2 separate regions of the Ovis aries genome follow, and region 1 is linked to region 2. Evidence: chromatin contacts called from public Hi-C data. All regions are on one chromosome and are shown on one strand. Each heading gives the region's core, a stretch centred on a gene start, on an enhancer-like site or on the middle of the called end of the contact. The rest is flanking DNA. Distances are from core to core; before and after follow the strand shown.

Region 1 (7,117 bases), core at 1,574-4,073, 230 kb after region 2:
GGCCACGTGTCCACCTCGTATATTGTTTGCTGACCTGGGGAACCCCACCCCCCATCCTTCCCTTCAGACCCACACTCTTCTCTTTTACAAATCAACCGGATAATTTTTAATATGTTTTATGCTTAAATAAACTCTGTGTTCAATTATTCTCATTATTTGGTGGCCAGAATCATTCATATCGAGGTGAAGCTTTGCACACCAAATAGCATCCTCTGATATAAACAAAGAGACAGCTAGAGCAGCAGCAATTGGAGCAGGTAGGCCCTGCTGGCTGGAGCTCATATGCATTTTGTTATGTGGCTGTTTGTACTGACAGAGCATTAGCGGGGCATTTAGTAAGGTGCTGAGAAGAAGAGAAGCAGGCAGTGGCCTCTTTTGTATATGATACAAAACCCCACATTTACTCTAATTAACTACAAAATGGAGGGCCTGGTAAATATATCCCTGGGGTGCCTCTCTTTCTAAGGTTAAAAACAAAGTAAACACCGCTTCCAGTTCATTTAGAAGTTGTTCTGGATTGAAGCTGAGGGTATTTCCGCCGTTTCCTGGGGACTCTGGGAAACACTGAGCAGAAACCCTAGTGTCCTTGACTGTGAGTGTGAGGACGATTCCTGTTGTCGGGCCTATAAAAGGCTGTCACTGTCGCTGGACTGAAGAAGTGGGATGTAGACTGAGTCTGGGCTGAGCGGCTTTGTTCTCTCAGCCCCTGGGAGGGTCTGCAGGCTCTAGCTTGGCAGCCATGGATGCTGTGCAGCCAGGAAGACAGCTGGTATTGATGGAGAAAAATATGCGTCTGCTTCAACCTGGACATTTTAGGATCTTTTGGGAAAATGCTGAACATTGAGATGGATTAAGGAATAAACTGCCCATTCGCGGTGAGATGCAGTACTTCTTCCGCACCGTGATGGAAATTGATGTTATGCACATGTTCTTTTTTCACGCGAAAATCCCCAGCTCCACACTTTCCCCACTTTAAGATAGCAGCTTCAGAGCTAATGTTCAGTTCTCATTTCCAGAGTCTAAGGTATAGGTTTTCACAATCAGATTTTGAGTTGAACACAGTAACATTTATTTATTTATTTCTACCTGATTTGGCTTCCCTAGTGGCTCAGACAGTAAAGAATCCACCTGCACTGCAGGAGACTGGGTTCGATCCCTAGGTCAGGAAGATCCCCTGGAGAAGGGAACAGCAAGAGTCCTCCAGTGTTCTTGCCTAGGGAATCCCATGGACAGAGAAGCCTGGAGGGCTACAGTCCATGGGGTCACAAAGAGTCAAACACACTGAGCAACACATGATTTCCTTAGATAAATTTTAACCTGAAGACATATAAGGAGGAAACGTTTTCCCATGTAATAACTTCTCTTTATTGGTCTTCATATCAAAGTCATTATAAATTTCTAAATTAAAGACTATAATTGTGTTTTTCTTTAATATTTTTAAATTAAATCCTTTCTGGCCACACTTTGATTCCTGGCTTCTGGTTTTCTCACAGAGGGTTGACATCCTCACCTGTCATCAGGATAAGGTAGATACACAGGCCTAATAGAAAACCCCAGAATCTAAGTGGCTTAAACAACAAAGGTTTCTCTTTTGCTCACATCAGGGGGCTCTGATCCTTACTTCCATCCTGGGGGCTGGACGTGGATGGAGATTTCATTCGCTCGCTTTTCTCTTATTTTTACTGAGCAATGTATTCTTTCCTCATAGGACTGCAGTACCACCTTTAGCATGAATCAGCTTCAGTCTCTGTGGTCCTGTGAGCTCTTGATTCTCTTCCATTGGTTATTTTCCTAACCCCTGTGTTAGAGTCACCTTTTTAATGGAGATGTAATTGACATCTAACATGATGTTAGTTTCTAACAGATTCAGTATATGTATATACCAGGAGATGACCTTCACTAAGTCTAGTTAACATCCATCACCATTCATAGTTACACTTTTTATCTTGTGATGAGAACTTTTAAGATCTACTCTTCTAACGTTCAAATACAGAATACAGTCAGTTATTCACTATAGTTACCATGCTGTACATTACATCCCCAGGACACAATTATTTTTGTAGCTGGAAGTTTGTATGTTTTGACCCTCTTCACCCATTTCACTCTGTCTCTAGGAACCACCAGTTTGTTCTATGTTTGTTTGTTTTGTTTTGTTTTTTCGATTCCCCAATAAATGAGACCATACTATTCGTTGTCCAAAAGGTTCTTTCCAGTTTTCCATAAGACGTTATGGAAAATGTACTTTTTGGCTAACCCAATATACTTGTCCTTCACTGTCTGACTTATTTCATTTAGCATAATCCCTCAAGTTCTATCCATGTTATTGCAAGTGGCAGGATTTCTTCCTTTATTATAGCTGAATGATATTCCATTATATGCGTGTGTGTATTCAGTCATCAGTCGGGTCCAACTGTATATGTATATGTACCACACCTTCTTATTCTTCCGCCGATGGGTATTTAGTTGTTTCCACATGTTGGCTATTGTAAATAATGCTGCAATGAACACAGGGGTGCAGATATCTTTTCAAGTTAGTCTTTTCATCTCCTTTGGATAAATGCCCAGAAGTGGAATTGCTGGATCGTGTGGTGGTTCTATTTTCAGTTTATGGAGGAATCATCATACTATTTTCCAGAGGCTACACCAATTTACATCCCTAACAGCCAAGGGTTCCCTTTTCCCCACATCCTTGCCAACACTTGTTATTTCTCAATATTTTATTACCTTGTGTTGCTGCCAGCTCGATAGGAGACTTTGGGGCTCACCTCCGCAAGGGGAGAGAGTGTAGGGAACCGCACCTCATAAGAGACACATCATTCTGTTCCCATTTCACTGATCAAAGCAAGTTACATGGCCAGAACTAACGTTCAGAGAGAGGGCATTGTGAACTTCCTGTAGCCTGGGTGGGAGAAGAACCGGAAATCTGTGGTGATGGCTGCCAAGTAGCCTTTGAACCAATCATGCCTATCTATATTAAAGAGAAACATTTGTCTATGGAACTAAAAATGAACAGGTCCCTCAGCTGACTGTCTGCAGGAAGAACTGGGAGATGGTCCTGACCCTTCTACAATGCTAATTTAATTGTCTGCTTGAAACAAATCATCCTGTATCACAATACCTTAATTTTCTACAAAATGAGAACTTTAAGCTTCTTTTAAAATATTCTTAGGTTAGAAAATGACAGGATACAAACATAAACCGTATGATAGCATATATTTAGAGAACTCCAGAACATTGTCTTCTCCTGCCACTCAAAAAGATTTGCCTCAAGAAACGGGGGTGAAAGAAAGCACATGCTTAGCAAAGGTGAAAAGGGAAGCTAATTAGGAATCTTATTAACTTGGTATTTCTCTGATATCAAAAGAAACAACATCCTGGGGTCTGGCATTTCTGCCAATTGGGAATTCTCTAATTAGTTTCTTAACCAGTAGTATGGGTTCTATTCAAAATCCTAGTGCCAAACCTTGAGAGCACGAATTGTTTCACATTGTCTAATATTCTGGGTATTTTTAGAACCATTTGACATTTAGTGAGAGCTTGAAGTCTAATAAAATTTCTTTCAACCAAGAAAATTAAGTAATTATTTTAAAAAATGACAATCATACAGGGTTAGAGTAATAAAGAATTACTTCTTTACTAATTCTGAATTAATTTAGCATCTACACCATTCTGAACCTTCTGGCCTCTCCCCTTGAACTCAGGGATGTCTACATCTTGTATTGCGCTGCAATTTGGTCCTGGCTAGGAGAACACGGTGGCATTTTTCAGGGCCCTGGATCACGGGCATCTGCGGCACAACTCAGTGAAAAAGAAAATCAAACAGCACCCTCTAGTGTCTACTTTTATTTTCTCATTACACACAAACGTACATTGAACGACACCAATCAAAATATGATTTCTCCCTCTCCTTGAAACCTTAGACGTGGAACATTACCAGAATGTAGCTTTAGAGAACACATCAAATGCCAAGGACATTTCTGGAGAACAGTACGATATTTATTCTTATGCACCCAGGAAGCATCATTCCAGGAAAAAAAATAGCAGCTCTTGGCATCCCATGCAAATTTTGTCCTTAATATCCATTTCTCTTAACGTGTTGACAAAAATAGTTGTCAAGAAAAATTAAGTATCTCTTTAAAATGTTGAGAAATAAACAATCTGATCTGGAAAAAGCCATGAAATATTTAGTGGTCTTTCTTTCCCCACAGCAGACTGTGAAATACTTTCTTATGCATCTAAAGCACAACAACCATAACTCTGGTCTGACTAATGGAAGACTCTGTTTGTGACGGTTTAATTATGTCTGCTGAAATATGACTCTCATATAAGACAACGTCTTTGTGGCAGAGGGACAGATCTCTGTGTCTGTTGATCGAAATAAAACACAAAAGACTCATCGTTTCATGTATAACTCAGCGATCAAATTCTGTTAAGAAAACAAATGGAGGAAAGATGTTCACTGTACATTTTGCCGTGTGTTTCTGTTTGCACGTGGCCTCTGGGTTAGCTACTATTTTATTCATTAGCGTAAAATATTGATGATGAGACAGTTTTAAAACACAGACATTCTCTCATTAGATGAAATAACAGTACCGTGTACTCATGGAGCATCCTTCATAACGAATGCTTTCCCACCTGTATTTACTATTACTCAATCCTAAATCATGCAGCATTTTGACAGAGAAGTCAGAGGGAAAGCACCAGGTTGAAGTTATAATTGCATTAAGTACCAGCTAAAGAAAAATGCAAGCCCACTCGTATATGTGTGCTTGTAGGTTTATCTAGTCCTTTCCAACTTCTAATGAGACATGAGAATGATAGTTTTTTCAGCCTTTTAAGAAGAAACAAACAGTGACACCCAGCTCTTGATTTCTCCCCCTGACTCTTGAATTTCTTTGTGGAATAGTTCAGGGTACAAAAATCCACTGACATCACCCTATTTTTAACTGGGCAAAAATATATGAAAAAGATAACATAAGTAATTACTTTAGAGCTTGACAAACATTTACATTGAATTTATGTGGAACTCACAGAATTTCTCCTATGTTAACACTATTTGCAGACCTGTGCTATTAAGTTAATTATATGCTAATCAAAGTTAAGAATGCATGGCTCCTAGTGTTTTCCTCTTACCTGACATGAGAATTCTCGGTACAACCTGCTGTCCTGGTCCTTGAATGTAGTTTACTTTCTGCGTGGATCATTCAGATCAAGGAGTTACAAGTGGATATTCAATGATGTTCTTCCTGAGTCCCAAGAGTTCATGACTGCAGAGTGCTGCATCCTTGCAAAGGAGGGAGTCTACTCTCTCGAACAGTCCTGCTCAGAAAGCAATTTGGCAAAGTAATTCCATGAGGGAAAATGATGGGACATATATGCAAAAGTGTCTAGGTGTCGTAGCAGAATAGTCAAGGCATAAAATGAGAAGCATTGTGGATGGCACAGAACAAATTTTTTTTTCTTGTAACAAAGCCCCAGATCCTAAATACTTACTGTTAATCTCCAAAATAGAAGTGGAAATATTCTAAATTTTAATTCCAGATTAGCAGGATCTAGAGATGCGGCCCCTGTAGATTTTATTCACATCTCCCATGCGCTAATATTTACTAATTGAACTTTTGCCCTTTTGATCCTTTTCATAAACAATTCCTTTCATTAGTTAACTTTAAGTGGAAATCAAGAACTATGTCAACAGAGGGAGAGAAATCTTATCTCCCTTATCTTAAAAACCCATCACCACCTTGGGCCACAGTGAACAATTTAGCAAGTGATTGCAATCAGTTTAAAAGCACACTATTTAGGCAAATTGCCCTGAAAACACAGGCTGCCTAAATCCTAGAGAAACACGTCTTCATATATAACTCTAAATACTTTTAATTTTAGGAAAAGCAGTTTATGACAGTCACAACAAATGAGGACTCTGTGAAATTCCAGGTGTTACACTCCAGAAACACAAATTCATAAATATCATTTTTCCTGGTAAATCTCCATCTGTGACTCCTAGAAGCCAAGAGACCTCACAGCTACATCAGTATGGATTCCTCATATCTTCTCTGCCTTGGAGTTTTCAATACTGTGTTGGTAGCTTGAAACTATGGGCTTCCCTGGTGGCTCAAACAGTAAAGAATCTGTCTGCAGTACAGGAGACCTGAGTTAAAGTTCAAGTCCTGGGTCAGGAAGATCCCCTGGAGAAGGGAATGGCAACCCACTGCAGTATTCTTGCCTGGTGAATTCCACAGACAGAAGAGCCTGACAGGCTCTTCAAGATCCTAAGATTCATAGGATCTTGAAACTATGGAACTTAAAAACTTGGATGGTGACTAGAAATTTTCCATAATAAAATGTTGCAAAATGTACTGGTTATTTCTAAGTCTTCTATCAAAAAGTGTCATTTTGAGGTGCTCAAATATTACAAAAACAACAAAATGCCTCATCTTTTAGTCTAACCTTAGAAGGAGGTCCCTTAAATGCCACCTCCAAAACATGCTTCTATGGCAGTTTTGTTTAACAACTTGAAAGTGCAAGCATTTTCACCGATTCCTACAGTAATTATTCCAATCCCATTCTGGGTTTTTCCTTCTCATTCCATGCATGCTGGCCAAGTCGCTTCAGTCATGTCCAGCTTTTTGTGACCCTATGGACTGTAGCCCGCCAGGCTTCTCTGTCCATGGGATTCTCCACGCAATAGTACTGGAATGGATTGTCAAGGCCTCCTCCAGGGGATCTTTCTGACCCAGGGATCAAACCCCAAGCTCTTGTGTCTCCTGCATTGGCAGTTGGGTTCTTTACCACTAGCGCCACCTGGGAAGTGCTGTGTGAATGCTCATAGGCTGGGGAAATGAGAGTGGCATAATCCTTCAGTTTCCAAAGGTAGGACAAGGAGATTTCACTTCAAAGTGTAAGGAGGTGCGGCTGAGGATGGTAGAGAGAACACAGATGGATCAGGCTTGGCCCTTCTCATGGGACCTCGAGAGAACGAAGATGACTGGACCACTATCAAAGGTAAATCATGTCCCCTTCCAAAAATGTCACAAAAAGGAAAGTTCACTTTCAGTAAGACTCCTAAGCAGATTTCATTAAAAGGTAGGAGAAAATTATCTTAATTTTCTTTCTGATT
Region 2 (6,710 bases), core at 2,590-5,089:
GGAGCTGGCACGCCATCTGACACGTCCCCTCTGCACTTCGCTGGGCTGTCTGCGGCTGCTCACTGGAAGCTGTCTGCCTGAGTCTCGGCTCCGCTGCCCTGGAATTCTCTCTTGTCCCCTTTGATTGAGGCCCTGTGTGTAGAAAGTCATGGTTCTCAGGTGGCCTTGAGGGACTGGAAGTGGTATTAGGGCGTAGCTATCAGATACATACACACACACACACACACACACACACACACACACACACACAAGACTGCTTCACCCTGCCTTTCACAGCCTGAAACTTTTCAATCAGCCCTGGGGGCTTAGACAGTCCCTCTCTCCTGCCATCCACATTCATACACACACACTGGCCCCCCAGGATCCAGAATTAACAAAAAGATTAACCAAAAAATTGTACTAGAGGTCTGATCATACATCATATATATCATACAATATGTATATATATACACACACGCACACACACACACAGACATACAGGCCACTTGATATGAAGAGCTAGTTCATTGGGAAAGACCCTGATGCTGGGCAAGATTGAAGGCTGGAGGAGAAGGGGACAACAGAGGATGAGTTGGTTGGATGTCATCACTGATTCAATGGACATGAATTTGAGCAAACTCCAGGAGACAGTGAAGGACAGAGGAGCCTGGCATGCTACAGTCCAACATGGCCTTAGCAACTGAACAACAGCAGCAAAATACATATAATATCCTATATGAGTAATATCTGAGGGTAGGGTAATTTGGCCCAGGGCAATAGCTTTCAAACTGGGTTCCCGGGGACGTGGAGGCTCCTGGTAGGCGCGGACACGTGGAGGAGCGGTGAAGAGGCTAGGCACACAGAGCTCTGCGGCCTCAGCTCGTCTTCATTCAGGCCAGCTCCACTTCTCTCTCTCATGTATTGTACTTCTGGGTGAGATTTTAGAGGGAAAAGATGTTTGAAAGCCACTGCTCTATGGCAGCCGTTCCCAAGCCAGCTGATATCAGAGTCATTCAGGGAGCTTTAAAACAACTTGAATGTCTAAGTCAGATCATCTCAGAATCTCTAGGGATGAGGCCTCGGGAATCTGTAGTTCTGAAGCTCACATCCAACCACCCGTAGGCTTGGGAACCACTGGGGTGAAGCCCCACGGGTCCGATCCAGCCCCGCAGCCCCTGGAAGGAAGGAGGACGTATGGGGGCAGGGGCCAGAGATGGCACACTGGCCTTGTAATCAGCAACAAGTAGCAGCGAAGGAAATGTGAACCAGCCCTGCAGCACCTGCAGACTAGGCTGGGCGAAGGGACAGGAAGGCCGGGGAAGATGATGGCATCGCGTGAACACACAGACCTGCCCTTCTTGGCATATGTCCAGATGCGTCTCCCACATCAGAGCTGAAGGCTTTGTGTGGGAGGCATGCTAGGGAAGAGGGAGGGCATGTGTCTGATGGGCAGGAGGTTAGGGTATCAGAGACATCAGAGGTACTGCTGGGAGAGAGGCCAGCGTGAGGCTGTGAGGGACAGTCAAAGGAGCCTGTGTGCCTTGTCAACCCTATGTGCCCATCACACTCATCCAGGGAGCCCTGAGACATGCTGAGGCCCAGGCCATCCCTGGACAAATGAAATCAGAACCTCTGGGCATGGAATCCAGGTGTTGGCATTTTTTAAAAAGCTCCTGGGTGAGTCTGAAACACAGACACGGTTGAGAACCAGGGCTGGAGGGAACCACTGGGGTCAGTGGTTTGGAAAGTGTGGTCCCTGGACCAGTGGCATCCCCTTCTCCCAGGAACCTGCAGATTCGTAGGCCTCACCCAGACTTAGCGAATCAGACACTTCAGGGCTGGAGCCCAGCGATCCGTGTTTTCACAAGCCTTCTTGGTGATTCTGATGTCAGTTACATTTTGAGAATTTCCACTCTGGGCTGAGAGTTTTCAATCCACGGCTCTGTGGGGCCCTAGGGTTCTCTCTGTGGTCACTTCGGGGGAACAAAAAAGACAGAACAAGCAATTCCCAGCCACCCACCCCCATGACTTGATTTATTTTGAAAAAATTAAGATGTTTCTTTGATTAAAGAAAGTTCCAAAACTGCCAACATAGTCCAACAGAAGGGAGCTGGCTTGCCCAAGGCCACAGGCAGCTACCAAGGTCCAGGGGTCAGGCCAGGAAGAAGAGCACCCCCACACCCCCAGCACCCCTTCTTCATGCCCACCCTCCACGGCGCTGACATGTGTTCCTTTCTCCCACAGACTGACCCCCTACGAGTGGTACAGCCCCCACCCGTGTGCCCAGGGCCGGTGCAACCTCCTTGTGAATCAGTACTCCCTGGGCAACAGCCTCTGGTTTCCGGTCGGGGGCTTCATGCAGCAGGGCTCTACCATCGCCCCGCGCGCCTTATCCACCCGCTGCGTCAGTGGCGTCTGGTAAGATCCTGGGGTCCTCAGATGAGCCCTGATCCGGCTTCCTGCAGGCAGGAACCTCAGCCCCGCCCTCGGACAGCCTCTGCCAGCTCAGAGGGCTGGTGGGGTGGGGTGGGGGGAGGTGCAGTGGATGGTGCTGTTTGTGCCATCTTCTCTCCTTCCCCTTTCCCGCCTTGGAGATGCGGAGAGGAGCCAAGGCACAAAAGGAGAGCCGATGAGAAAATGCCCATGGCAAGGCAGTTATAACTTCCTGACCTGAGAATGACTGGCATTTGAGAGGCAGGGCCTGAGAAGTCATGTGCAAATTTGTGCAAATATGCACAGTGTGTAGCAGGAAGTCCTGGCCCTCCCCTCACCAACCCCAAGTCACATCACTCCCCCTCCAGCAGCTTTCTGGAGCTCTGTCTCTCTGCTCCTGCCTCTGGGCCTGCCAGACGTGTCCACCTCAGCAGGTGTCGAAAAATGCAAGCTCTTAGTGGCTCAGAGTTGGACGGGACCTCAGGGTCTAAGTTGACAGCAGGATCCACAGGGCTGTTGGCCAGCTCCTTCTCCTCTTGGATCAGGCAGGGCAAATGGAAGAGGGTGAAATGATTCAAGGTGTGGGAAAGTTCCCTGAAAATTTGGAAGAGCCACATAAATGTTTGAACTGATCATTGCTATTAGACCATTCATTTTGGGGGGAAATGAAATATCGATGTACCCTTGAGAGGCAAGTTCTCCGTCCTCACTTAAAAACCCACCGTCGGGTTTGGTGTCACAGCTTTTAGGACTTACAGGCTTCATTCTCTCCCCTCCTTCTCAGCCTGTGTAAGCTGGAGGAAGGGGGAAGGGATGAGGATGCTGGGGATGGTGGAGCATCTGGACAGTTACCTGGGAGTCACTGGACTGGGACTGAATCCTAGCAGGTGGAAACACAGCCGGGATTGATAAGTGACAAATACAGTAGGATTTAAATTGCTGGGGCACGATCCTCACCCATTATCACACCAGCCCAGGAGTCACTGAGCGTATCACCATGGGGAGCCGGGCTTCACGTTCCCCGGCAGAAAGGAGACCTTGGCAGGCACAATCGCAGAACCCTCTAAAAAATCCAGGAAATCTGGGCAGAGACCCGGAGATGAGATGTCAGCTGCAGATTTTGATCCCTTTCTACCTGGGCTTTTCCTTCCAAAGGGGCATGTTACCATGTGGCACCAAGTGGGGCTCCATTGCCTGCTCCCTTAACCTGTCAGTTCACACCTCCAGGAATTCCCTCCCCTAGAGGACATCTGCCCTGGTGCCAAGGGGACCACCTGTCCTGCAGGTTGTTGACTCAGCCCCCTGGCTCAGGGGGGCTTTAAATAGCTGGCCCCAGGTGGCTCTGTTACCCTGCTCCAGAGCGTGTGTGGGAGGGAGGCTCGGCCCTCCCCAGCCTGACCCAGGGGTGTTGGTGTGCCCATCTGCCTCTCGGAGCTCTTGGTTATGAAATCACAGCCTCAGTTTGTTGGCTCCCTGGAGAGTGGGAGGTCAGAGGACCCGGCCTTTGTGACCTAATACGGCATCCTCATCCAGAGCAAGTGACAGAAAATACCATGTCTCTAACAAGAATGCCAACTTCACAATAAAATGCCCGTTTGGCACAGGAGCAAGGCTCTGTTGACCCCGCTGGGGGGAGCTTGGGTGTCATTTGCTTTCTCAGCAGAGGCAATGGACTTGCACTGAGCTACTTAGGCTCTTGGAACTGTCCCCTGTGACCAGTGGCATAAACAGCCGCATGGCTGTCCAGGGTGGAACAGATGCCAGAGTGTAGCTGTGTGGTTGAGGGAACCTCCCCAGCCAGCTCTGAGGTCATGTCCATACCCAGGGCTCATTAACCCACAACAGTGGGTCAGAGCAACTTCCAAATGCTCACCTCCACCTGGGGAGCACTCACCACCACCCCCAGCCTCCTCTGGGGGAGGCTCATGAGAAACAACTTCCGGGAGGGTGTGAGAACTCTGGCAGGAGCAGGAAAGCCAATTTGAGGATGGAGGCACTTACAGGTCACCAGTAGGGAAGGTAGACAAATGATTTTCATCCCATTTATGATGAAATGGGACTGTCTCTACTTGTCTCTGTATCTCATGCTCATCTCATCCTTTACAGATAATTAGTCACTAATGACATGTTATCTGGTCTGATCCAAGACAGGTAAACCAGGCATTATTAGGGTGTTCAGTCACTAAGCCATGTTCAAATCTCTGCAACCCCATGGACCATGGCCTGCTGGGCAAGAATACTGGAGTGGGTTGCCATTTCCTCCTCCAGGAGATCTTCCTGAACCAGGGATCAAACCTGAGTATCTTGCATCTCCTGCACTGGCAGGTGGATTCTTTACCACTGTCCCACCTGGGAAACACAAAGCAGGCATTATTATCCCCCATTTATTAGACACGCAAACGACCTCAGAGGAGTTGTGTAGCTTTCCCCCAAGGTCTCACAGATGGAATTAGACAAAGCCAGAACTAAAACCAGATCTCTTACTGGTGGTCTGGGGCATGGATCTGGTGGGCTGGCATGTGGATGTGCCTGTCAAGTTGACGGGTGCACCTGTCCTATCACTCCTGGAAGAAAGCGCACAGGCCAAGGGGGCAATGGGACTTCCTGCTCTTGCAAACCCACCTGCAAGCTGCCCTGCCGCAGCCTGTGGCAAACACTGTGCCTTCGCTGGCACACGTCTTCATAATGAATTGAAGCCTCATTAATTCAGACGCCACTGATTCAGAATTTGGCGATTCGCCAGCCTCAGTTATGCTTACATATATCTTTGAACCCCTATAAACAAATGGATTAGAAAGCAGATCCATACTGCTGACCAGATGGTAGAAGTCCTGTTTAACCTACTTAAGTGAACAAACTGGTTTTAATGACTTTAGCGTGTGTGCTGCCTGAGTTGCAGAGCTATTCTAATTTTAAATGAGTTCGATCTACCCAATGAAACAACCTTCCATTTTGAAATAGCATGACCTTTGTAAGAGTGTTTCCTAATTCCAACTTATCAGCGGCTCAGAGGTGCTTGTCATCAGTTTGTCTTGAAGAGCTCCTGCTCTGACGATTTGTGGAACTGGTTTTAGAATACGAATTTCTCCATGTGTTACTTGGCCACGTGACTTTGCTTCTCTGAGCCTCGGTTTCCTCTTCTGTAAAGTCACAATAAGAATTTCACTTCCCTGAGTTGTAGGGAACACAGGAGCTGGAGGGTGTGGCTCTCCGTGGGTGCTCAGTACATGGTGATGCTCCTCTTAAGGTCAGCTGCATCCTGAGGGGACAGGGGATGGGGGAGATGTCCTGGCTGTAGCTCTGAAGAGAGCCCCCAGAGCTGACACCCTTAGCTCATTCACTAGCTCATTGCTCACTGTCTCCCAAGCTGTTTCATGTTCACAGACACACTTCTTTTGAGTAGCAACCCAATAATCACCTCCTTTAGGAAATAAGAGAAAGAGCGGCATGGTCTTCTTCAAGGCAACCTCCCAAGCACTGGTCATTTCTGCTTAGATCATATGCCCTGCCTCCTTTCTCTTCCCCCACTAAGCTGAGGGCTCTTTCAGAAGAAGAGGGTCACCTGCCCTCTCCCATGTCACAGCAGGACTGGGGATGGGGGCTAAGACTCCTGGGGGCACCCGGGCAATGATGACTTCCTGGTCTTTTCCTGCATAGGTGGGCATTCACGCTGATCATCATCTCATCCTACACGGCCAACCTGGCAGCCTTCCTGACAGTGCAGCGCATGGATGTGCCCATTGAGTCAGTGGATGACCTGGCTGACCAGACTGCCATTGAGTATGGCACGATTCACGGAGGCTCCAGCATGACCTTCTTCCAAGTAAACCCATATGGTTGCTCACCAGCATCGGGAGCTGGGCAGGATAAAGTTGAGATGTTTGTCTGCTGGAGATAAAAACATCTCTCCTCATCTCATCCTCCCTTTTGAACACCTAGTTTGGAGGTCCTCATGGGGCTCATTATCCCCCCTGCTCCCCAAAATACCCCTGGAACCAGGTCCTCAGAGCATTGGGTTAATGCCAGCCTTGTCCCTGATGTTGATCGTGAATGATTAGTGCCGCTTAAGATGATTTTAGTGATGGAAATGTTTTCTAATTGCAATAGTTTCATATTTATTTTAATAAGCATTAGAAAAAATATGTGGTGAAGCTAACCTATACTTTTACTTCTATTACTGCATAGGATGAGGCTAAAGCATGGTTTAAAATTTTTTTTTGTATGGTAAATTTTATTAGTAGTACTTAGACAAAGCAAGATTGGAGTAATACACTAATGAATGAGATGTAAGGAACTTT

Evidence for each region. Hi-C and Micro-C count contacts between places; a contact is called where the count stands out from the background.
Region 1: a Hi-C map of liver shows a contact between it and region 2, with 4 times the contacts expected there. The contact joins two enhancer-like sites. A contact is called at or near these places in 3 of 16 Hi-C or Micro-C datasets (hypothalamus, liver and tail adipose tissue).

The regions. Positions count from the first base shown.
Region 1 is chr15:31,532,853-31,539,969 of ARS-UI_Ramb_v3.0, forward strand. TECTA (tectorin alpha) reads left to right here. Exons shown (of 23, transcript XM_042232999.2): 23 at 1-136. Among named protein-coding and RNA genes, the nearest start is that of TECTA, 85 kb to the left of the region's middle. Within about 2 kb of position 2,824, at least 2 of the 54 cell types and tissues checked have an H3K27ac peak or open chromatin away from gene starts, as enhancers often do. A contact at or near this core is called in liver, where this site is marked.
Region 2 is chr15:31,297,997-31,304,706 of ARS-UI_Ramb_v3.0, forward strand. GRIK4 (glutamate ionotropic receptor kainate type subunit 4) reads left to right here. Exons shown (of 21, transcript XM_042232998.1): 15 at 2,224-2,397; 16 at 6,070-6,235. Among named protein-coding and RNA genes, the nearest start is that of TBCEL, 68 kb to the right of the region's middle. Within about 2 kb of position 3,840, at least 2 of the 54 cell types and tissues checked have an H3K27ac peak or open chromatin away from gene starts, as enhancers often do. A contact at or near this core is called in liver, where this site is marked.